Regions from separate parts of the Danio rerio genome. Here regions 1 and 2 are each linked to region 3. Evidence: chromatin contacts called from public Hi-C and HiChIP or PLAC-seq data. All regions are on one chromosome and are shown on one strand. The core of a region is the stretch at or near the end of the contact, and the rest is flanking DNA. Distances in the headings are between cores, read along the strand shown.

Region 1 (3,386 bases), core at 410-2,909, 230 kb after region 3:
CCCTATACAGGCATCGGTGTTAGTGAGAGTCCGCTGAAGAGGCCATTGTTGTGGGTTAAGAGGGGATGTGAGGCCCTGCATGTATTACGAGCCCCTTGGGTACAAGGTAGTGCGTGTATGTTTGGCTATACAGCCATGTAGAGCCTTGATAAAGACCAAACTCAACGTTAGACCAATGATGGCACATGTGTGATTGTAAAGGCCTGTACACTAGGGACTGAACTTGATTTAAGATTAATATTTGTTTCAAATTTATTACCATGTTTTTTTTTTCTTTTTAAAAGGTACTTATTTATCAGTTGTCTTTTATATCAAATCCTTTAGTTTAACCATATAATCTGAATACAGTAAACTGTTTCCAATAACATTGCATCACTAATAAAAAAACATCTTTACTCCAAAAGGTGGAACAGAAGTTGCACTTGAAATGGCTTTTTAAATCTGTTTATTGGTCCTCAAAGGTGACGAACATACATTTACACTAGGGCTGCACGATTTGGGAAACTTTTATATTGCGATTATTGAGGTCATTAATGCGATTATAAATGGTATCTTGAGTCACCTAGCTTTATGAGGTGTTAAAGAAAATGCAGACACAGTTTAGTAATAATGCTCAAATGTGTATTTGTACAACTAGAAATGGTTTCAAAAATAATTAAATATTTGCATTAATGTAAACTTGTTTTCATATTCCTGCATTTATTAAATGTAATATAACAATATTTACAGATTTGTATGATTGTTTATATATACTTATTTTCAGATTTATTTTTCTTGTTCTGGTAAAGCATATGCTGAAAACATGACTATTATGATTGAAATGTATAGAAGATTGTTTTTTTTCCTGTACCAAACATGTTAAAACACTTTGAAAGAAAAAAGTTTAACAAGACTTAAAATCACATTTTAAGCCAATACAATACAAAAGACATCGTTGAATAACAATGATTATCAATGTCAATTAATAAAATACATAACAATATTCATATTTAGCTAGAGGAACATCCAAAACTGAAAGCTAAAAATGGTTCATGAATTGGTTTAATACTTCTTTAACGAATTACAAAACCAAGACTTTGATAAGCAATTAATTTCCCACAATAAAGAGGTCAATGAATTCACTTAGTGGTGTGGTGTGCATACTCTCTATTCTCTAGTTTACAATTTTCCTAGAAATGTACATAAGAATGTAGTTATTGTTCTAGTTGTGTACAGTCCCCAAGCTGTCGCATTCATTTGCCACAGTATTGTGTGTACTGTATGTACACACATGTGTAAGTGCGGCACTACAAAGCTTAAGCGGATATAATAGATCAGATCCCACTAAAAGATTGATTAATGATGCGTCAGGCAGCACAATGGCTGACAGAGACAACTGTCTGACGAAACTAGAAACACACACAGTGTCTGATGAGACTGGAGTCTATTAAGCGATATTATTTTCCTTCCTTCCTATTATATTCTTTTACATATGTTCGTGTATAGCCCACAGTGCCATCCTTTCATGGAAGACATGTAAGAACTTGATGACTGAAGTCTTTCAGGCTGACAGAAATCAGAGCCCTTGTTGGTTTTGACTCACATTCACTGTTGTGCTAATGCTGTGAGAACACGGTGGTCCTATGTGGCGGTACAAATGACTGAGGGCACCTCGCGGTAGCGGAGCAGGGCTTTACAGAAGCATGACCGCTGCAGTGAGGTGAACTCCTGTGGGACACACAAACGCAAGGCCAGTGTTTGTGTTTGGGGGCATGGAGTCAGTAAATTAGCAGAGGATGACAGAGCCCTGGGGTGCACCAGACGACTTTACCAGCATTGCGGTTTCTCTTTCCTCCCAGAGAGCTTTATTTAAAAACCCAGTGATAAGACTTTCTGCCTAAATAGGCAGATGTTTTCTAAGACAACATCCTAACTGTCATTTGTGCCTTGTAAGTGATCAATTTAAAACGCTCCACACGGATTTAATAGCTTGCTGATGTTGCAAGTTAATAAGTCACTGTGTAGCGAGTTAATAAATCAATGTGCATTACTTAAAAAAATGTATCGGCATCGGCCGATAATCACATTTAATGACTCAATCGGTATTAGCTGATCTGGCCGATCTCATGAACGGATCGCAAGTGTTTGTGTTAGTCGGAGATGATGAGCAATGACTTGCATGTATTTAGGCCATTTTACATATAAGAACAAAAAGAATGTCTGTTTTAACAATATTGCAAGTCCACTGAAAGCTTCTCTGGACAGATTACATAAATAAAACATCAAAAATATTTTAGGATGAATATTTAGTTATATAACTTCTTCTAATATACTTATTGCAACAAACGGTAGTTTATATTCCTAGTAAAAAAAAAAAAAAATTATGGATTTATACACCAAAACCCAAAAGTCAAAATAATGAAACGAGTGTAGTCAACTCAAAATTTACTGAAAGTTAATTCTACTCATTTGAAAAAGAGTTTTGAACTCAGTGTTGAAGGCAATGAGTTAAATACCTCATTACTTCAACTTAAATGGAGTAAGTCCACAGTACTCATATAGATTGTTTGTTTTTTCAAATCAAATGGTTTGTAGCAATTGTAGCAAATTTCCTTAAATGGTTTGAGTTGCCTTAACTTATTGGGTTTTACAGTACTCAGTTAGTTTGAGTTCTCTTCATTTATTGGGTTTTACTGAGCTCAAATTGCTTCATTTACTCAAATGTTCACAGTACTCATTAGGATTAGTTTTTTAAATTAAATGGTTTGTTGCAATTGGTTTCCTCAAATGTTTGAGTTACCTTAACTTTTTGGGTTTTGCAGTGTATATGTGCATTTTAATATGCACTTCAAACTTTTTCTTGATTGAGACATGTTGAATTCTTATTCCATCATTTGCAATGTTTCCGAATTGCATTGTTTGTCATTTTTTTAACCAATTTTTTTTTATCTGTTTTATCCATTTTTTTTAAAGCTGCTTCTGACTATGACATGTTCACACCTTGCAAAGAGACACATTTAAGTGATAATATGCAACGCCCCTAATTTTTTCTCTGAGGTAAGGAGAGATCTCTATTCAAGTATTATACTTAAGTATCAGGAAAAAATGTGCTTTATGCATTAGAAGGCTTGAAGCATCAGAATCTGTACTTAGCATCAGCTGATCACCATGAAGGCTGAAGAATGGATTGACGGCTCCTAAAAATTCAGCTTTGATTAAAAGGAATAAAATTGATGTTAAAATATATTAACATAAATATATTTTACTTTAAATACCAAATCACAAAATTACTTAAATTGTTTTTACTGAATATTTTGTCATATAAAGACAAAGATATTTTGAGTAGAAAAAGAGAATAAAAAATATTACGCAGAAAAAAAACATTCCAAAAACATGCAATTATGAAA
Region 2 (3,367 bases), core at 498-2,997, 140 kb after region 3:
TCCTTAATTCAGAGTTTATTTTTAACAATTTAATGTCTAATGGTGTGTTTTTAACTCTAAAAGAAGGTCACAGCCCATTCTGATAAGAGCCCAAGTTAGATTCACAAACAGCACATAAATTCTGCGATCAAAGCTCCCTCTAGAGAGTGCACTGAATATAACCACGCGACTCTGACGAAACATCAGCGCTCACATTCCCCAGCATCCAACTCTGAGTCTGTCTGCAGTCCATGCCGCTTTCCTGAATCCAAACCCACTGCATTTTCAGGCAGACCATGTCTTCTCGAAATAGTCTAATAATATACCAAAAACTCACGAAAACTTCTCCCCAAATGACATAATAGATCTGAATCAATGAATCAAAAGTGTTCACTTCGAGTTCGGCTCTGTTGCACAATTTCTATTGACATGATCTATTCTTCACATTTTCCCATCATAAAATAAGACATGACCAATTACAGAAGAAAGAAATTAAAAATGCAAAGATAAAATGTTCTGGTGACCTTACTAATAGACGCGCGTAATGGACGTCTAAATTACGGCAGATTACGCGCTGAGGTAAAGTTACGCGCCTTTCTCTGGTAATTACTCCGCTCCTGAAATTTTAAACCAAACCATATGCGGCGAAATTAACTCTTTCTTGGATGTGGTTTTTGATCTTTTTATTGGAGGAAGAGGAATTTATGCAGCCGAGTCTGAAGATGAAGCATGGGAAAGGAAATATCTGTGTAAGCAGATTTCAGAAATAAAAAGTAGCCTATATATAGCCTGATGTCTGTTTGCGAATAAGATTTAATTGAAAAACTGGAATTAAATTAATTTAGTAATTACAACGATAAAAAGTACTCGTTCTCAATGAAGGGGGCTAATTGCGTCAGTGGGACCTGGACCTTTTGCATGAACCATGGGTAATAAATCATGAGGGTACCTACTTGCTTTATCAAAGGGGATCTGGCGGCAGGAGTCTGGGTCTGATGCCGGCCAGGGGCAGTAGTACACCGCTCCTCCCTCCACAATCCCCGGCTGAGAGGTGTTCGCTTTAGGAGCCCCAACCAACACCGACATGCTGGAGAGAGAAAGGCATAAATCTACACACAACGGCATCCTACTGGATCAAAGCATTTACAAGTGAGAAAATATCTCAACTGTTCTTAAAATTTATGTTTATCTATTTTATGTCAGCATTCTAATTAAATTCCCTCAAAAATCAACTTCAGAATTGTGTTGGTCCATATTGGTGGTGCTGAAAGTGTTTTTGCATAAAAAAGCTGCGAAGAATACTCTTAAATATTGTTTGGCATAAACCAAACCAAGACTGAGTTATGGTTATTTCTACACTTGGGCTACTGGAAGATACTTCTCTTTGAAAACTTTTTATCAAACAAAACAGCTAAATAATTCACTGAAATTGCCACTTACACGTTTCTATCCTGTGTTGGGTGGTAAAAGTCCAGTGAGTATCCAAAATAACTTCCCTCAGGTCCATTGTAAACCGTGGGCTTTTCTAAATCCAGGTTAAAAGCTGCAGCTTCGCAAAAAAATGACAACATGAGGAAAAAGCATCGAAAACGCATGCGGGACAAACAAGAGTGCATGGCTTCAGCCCTGTGTGTCCGAGTGTAATCCATATATGCTGCTTAAAGATGTGCAGAGAGAGTGTACGGTATGTCCGTGTTGAGCTGTCATATGTTGAGTGCGCGCTCCACGCGTCTGCTGCTGCCCTCTTGCAAGCTGCGCGCCTTTCTCTGCGCGAACCCTGCGTACTAAACATTATAATGAGCTGCGCACGAGACCGGACTCCTGCACCACATCACACAGCATCCGGCCAACTCCTTTTATGGAAACACACCCATAATATACATATACTCACAAAATTAGACAAATAGGAGATGAAGATATATTTAGGCTAATACTAAAATGAGACTAAATACAATTAGAAGTGACATTATTTATTTGAAATATTTTTAATAATTATTAAACCTATTATTTTTCCTAATATTAAATATTAGTTTCTATATGAATCATGGTTGGTTTCATAAACACCCATAATCCAACACAACATTGTTACATTATCTTTCTTACTATACACTAACAAAAAACAGACTTTGTTACTATATGTTTGTGTATACACTCAAAGAATTATTTTTGCTGCTTGTTTAAACTACTTATTTAAAATGAGCCAAAACAATTCTTGAGTTTTTTTTTGACAACTTAATTGTTTTATGTTCAATTCACCTGAATTTGTAACAAACAAACAAACAAACAAACAAACAAAACAAAAACAAACAAACAAACAAACAAACAAACAATTACAGTTTTTCTGAGTGGCTCTGGTGCATTTCTCACACTATTTACATTTGCACAACAGTTAATGCATTTCCCAAAACAATTAGTCATTTGTGCACATCCTAGTAGCAGTATCCATTGCACATGCTTTTGGACATGCATCAATTGCTTTCATACAACTCTCTGCTATTTAAAACATTATCATTTGCTTGTCATGTCAGTCAAAATTAACTAAACTTGTAAATGCTTAATGCTCATTCCATATAAAACTAATAGTCCTCATTTCATTACTTGAGTCATTACATACAACAATGTTGAACTAGTTGTCAAATCTTTATTTTCCTGAAAATTTCTTCTAAATTGAACAATTTCATGAATGATTTACAGACCTGTGTATATTGTAGGTTCAGTACCAATATGTTCTGCAATATTTTTTACAGTTGTGCACAGCTCTGCCCAAAGGAAGTTTATGTTTGTTGTAAATAAGGCTTTATTTATTCTTTTGCACAATGCTGTGAATAAATTAGAATTGCAGCGAGCATAAAGCAGTAAAAATGTGAAACATACATCTTCAGTGTCTTGTACTCAGATACCTCACTAAATGCAGTGATGTGTAACTTTACTGTAGTTTTCAAATGGCTGTGCAAATAGTATAAAGTGCTGTCTAGAGCATTTTCAGGAAGCGTCACCAAAATCTGACTTTTTTTTGTATTGAAAAAATGTACAGAGTAAACTGTCATAATGAAAACATGACTAATCCATTTGACTATCTTGTTCATAAACAATGGTGTCAGGACTTTTCATCTTGATGACACTGATACTTTGATTACTTGCTTTTAAGGAATGAACTATCCATTTTGAGCAAGTGACACACATCATCTAGGTTTTGCAGTTTGTACTAGTTGTTTTGAGAAATGCATTAACTGTTGGGCAGAAATACACTAGTGTTTTGAGAAACTCACCAAAGTGACTGAGAAAAATTGTAAGTTAACTTAATTGATTTGTGTTGGGACAACATGAAGTAATACTCTGGAATCCAGTACTTTTTTAGCTAGTAACAAAATTTATTATAAAAATTATT
Region 3 (3,494 bases), core at 211-2,710:
TTCTTAAAACCACCACATCAAACCTGCAGCAATTACATTTTTTTCTAAAACCGGGCCTAACAGACATAGCTAATAAGTTAATGAAACAGACTCCTGTTATGAAGATGAATGCCAGAAATGGCACTAGAAAACAACTCCATGTGGCAAATATTGGCACTTAATGAAAAGTAGCCTGACATACGTGTGTGTGTGTGCGCGTGCGCATATTAGTTTTAGACAACCTAATACTAATGCATTAACTTCAGAAGAGCTAAGAAACTACTGAGGTAAAGCAGGTTTTATATTCACACATTCGTTCAATAACAACTTGTGACATTCTCTCTATATTGTTTACCATGGTACTTTATATATTTGGTCTAAAGTCACATGTAAATATGACTTAAAAACAACATTAGCACCATTTACTTGACTGTGAACAATGTTGTACTTCGACAGTCATTGACTGTTATTATGATTTCCATGTTTAGCATTGGCAAAGAATACTTTTCTGAAATTAATTTGGGGGAATGAAAGGGAAAGGCTTGAATGTGTGAATATAAAACCAACTTTACCTTAATTAAGAAACTTATATTCTATGAAATAACTGAAGCAAACAATTCCGACAACCCATTTCATGGAAAAGCTCTAGATTTCCAGATTTCTAAACAACTAAAATGAAGTCAAGACAAATATTGGAATATTAAATTATATCTAAAAAACAAACTAGGGTCCAACAGACAGAAACATAACATTGCTCCAACCTAAAATAATGACATTTCTGTGCCTCATAGTTGAACAGCTTTGGAAGCTGCAGTGATGCTTGTTGCAAAGACAGGCATCACAAAAATGAGATCCGATTTCAAACAGATGGTTTGAGGTTTACAAAACAGCAGAGCAACTGAACCACGTAAGTTTAACACAGTTTGCGCTGTTTAAACACTAATTTGTGGAAAAAACTATGTAATTCATAAAACATACATTCTTTGCTCATAAAACATGTACACACTGCGTTATAATATGCTAAGGTTGCTAGCTGTTAGCACTGGGAATGAAATTTAGGAAGTCCAAGCAAAGCTCCCCAAATGTCTACCAAAATTCCCATAAACATGAGCAGAAGTGGTGTGTTTGCAGGTGTTGTCTCGGCGCGTCTCTTACCTTTGGCATCGCTGCTCTCCTGCAGTGTTTTAGCGGTCGTCGTCCATAAAGCGCATCCCAGCAGGCAGAGCACAATCACGGCAGACCTGCGGCTCCTGTCCGCCCCTCGCATTATTGCTGCTCACGGTTACAGTTTCGTCAACAATGCGGCTTTTTTATGCGGCAGGGGTATTTTGAAACTCGTAGCAGCTGAGGTTCCCTGCCATAATTTGGTGTTTTAGCAAGTGTGCTCATGTCATTGAACACCGAAGGGCGATCAGAAAACCCCTCCGCTCAGCATCTCCGCGTTGCCGCTGTTTTTTCCCCCCAACTCGACTCGAAACAACGGCAGAAAGCCAGTCAACTCCACCAATTTAACCACTTCCATGCCGAGCACAGATGGTGCTGGTCAGAAAGATGGATTAGGCCGCCATCTACTGTCCGATACTGTATTTTACATTGAAAAAAATCTTTTTTCACAGAACAGAACTTTTTTTTTTAGTCTCATTGGACAGTGCGGTGTTATTTATGTTATTATCATCATCACAAAGTTGCTTTATATTTCTGAGGGCAATGCTAACTTTTAACTTTATAGCATAGCCTGTTTTTCAGCCAATGATAAACTTCCGGTGAAAGCTTAATGTGGCTATTTTCAATTTCCTTTTATAGTATCGATGTTGCACTGTAATAAAAATACATTCAGTTGAATAGACTAGCTTTTATTTAGTTGTTTAAGCGTAAAACGAGATGAAAGACTGTAAATTCTAGCACAGCCGGGAGCAGCAGACTAACGCAGAAACTCCATTGAAAAGACTGGGGTAAATTGTCATATTTTAAAGGGGAAATGGAATTTGATGTTGTGCTTCTTTTTCGGTCTGAGACCCACTTTATATTGTATATATCAGGGAGTGGAGATCACTAATTTGTAAAGAAATCAGACCTTACACGTGGCAATTTTATAATGGAAAGGCTGGCTGGCTGAAATTAAATGTCTGTGTGGACAAAGCCCATTCATTGCTATATTAAAACACAGCCATTTTGACTGATTTGTTTAGCATTTCTGTTGTTTTGTTAAGTATTGCTCTTCCTTCATTCATTCATTTTCTTTTCGGCTTAGTGCCTTTATTACTCTGGGGTTGCCACAGCGGAATGAACGCCAACTCATCCAGCATTTTTTTTTAACGCAGCGGATGCCCTTCCAGCTGCAACCCATCACTGGGAAACATATATACACACTCAAAACATAAATTCACAGAGTATATGGTATATGTTAACATCATTTTGAAACATCTCTTTATATTTTTTCAAAACAACTAACCACAGAGTTATGGGATCAGAAAAATATCAATCTATAAACATTTTTAGTGTTTTAAATGAGGACAATAAACATGCGTTAATGGATGTGACTAAAAAAGTTAGTAAGTTTGCAGTATATAACATACTTTGTAGAATTTCTGTAAATTAAACTTCACAACCCCCCAAAAATAATGGCAATCAAAAGGATAAGAGTTGGCTCACTATAAAACAAAAATGATTGATTTTATTTTATTTGAAGTTTTTTGCATTTATGAGGAAAAAGCTCCATTATGAATGTGACAGATGTGAAATAATTTAGAATAACAACAAAACAACAGTAAATAGCGCTATTCTGCCTATAGCCTGCTTTACTGAGGTGAAGTTGGTTTTATATTCACATTGGTTCATTTTTGAACAACGACTACCTGTGACACACATTCCCTTCATTGTTTACCATGCTATTTTCAATATTCGGTCTGAAATAGCATGCAAGTATGGCTTAGCAATAAGTGTAATTCCTGCACGCCACCGGCCAATCACTAAGCATACAGTAGTCGGTTTAGTGCAAAGCTCTTGAGAGAGTGTGACTGATGACTGAGACTGATTAGAGAGTGATGACAAGTTTTGCTTGCCAACTACATAACTGAAAACGTGCTAGATATAATACAGTTTTTGTTCAGAATTGTAGTATTATAAACTACTATAAAGTTTTCTAATTGGTGGATGACATGATCTAGTGCAGGGGTGTCAAACTCAATTCCTGGAGGGCCGAAGCCGTGCACAGTTCAGTTCCAACCCTGCTCCAACACACTTACCTGTAGGTTTCAAACAAGCCTGAAGGACTCAATTAGTTTGATCAGGTGTGTTTAATTAGGGTTGGAACTAAACTGTGCAGAGCTGCGGCCCTTTTGGAACTGAGTTTGACACCTGCGATCTAGTGGGTCTCTGTCATCTTTAATGTGCACGTTCATGATTTCAGGAGGCGTAGATTTGGACGACGGAGGAGTGACTGTGTTTGAAAGATATTATGCTAGCCTAACTGGTTAGCATTTAGGCAGATCACCTACTGCTTCTTTAACCTAGTT

What was found. A called contact is a pair of places that touch in the nucleus more often than the background predicts. HiChIP or PLAC-seq counts read pairs in DNA pulled down with a chosen protein or histone mark.
Region 1: an H3K4me3 HiChIP or PLAC-seq map of embryo shows a contact between it and region 3, with 2.6 times the contacts expected there. The contact joins the enhancer-like site here to the promoter of fam171a1 in region 3. A contact is called at or near these places in 5 of 18 Hi-C or Micro-C datasets (caudal fin, embryo, fibroblasts and 2 more) and 2 of 4 datasets of contacts at active chromatin or transcription factors (caudal fin and embryo).
Region 2: a Hi-C map of fibroblasts shows a contact between it and region 3, with 2.6 times the contacts expected there. The contact joins the promoter of itga8 here to the promoter of fam171a1 in region 3. A contact is called at or near these places in 3 of 18 Hi-C or Micro-C datasets (caudal fin, fibroblasts and hematopoietic stem cells).

The regions. Positions count from the first base shown.
Region 1 is chr16:31,417,269-31,420,654 of GRCz12tu, reverse strand. The region is part of intron 10 of mindy3 (MINDY lysine 48 deubiquitinase 3); the gene reads right to left. Among named protein-coding and RNA genes, the nearest start is that of mindy3, 24 kb to the right of the region's middle. Within about 2 kb of position 1,659, at least 6 of the 62 cell types and tissues checked have an H3K27ac peak or open chromatin away from gene starts, as enhancers often do.
Region 2 is chr16:31,509,238-31,512,604 of GRCz12tu, reverse strand. itga8 (integrin, alpha 8) reads right to left here and starts at 1,747. Exons shown (of 30, transcript XM_021466921.2): 1 at 1,420-1,747; 2 at 933-1,066. The coding sequence starts at 1,628.
Region 3 is chr16:31,646,816-31,650,309 of GRCz12tu, reverse strand. It overlaps fam171a1 (family with sequence similarity 171 member A1), which reads right to left and starts at 1,460. Exons shown (of 9, transcript XM_073926083.1): 1 at 1,135-1,460.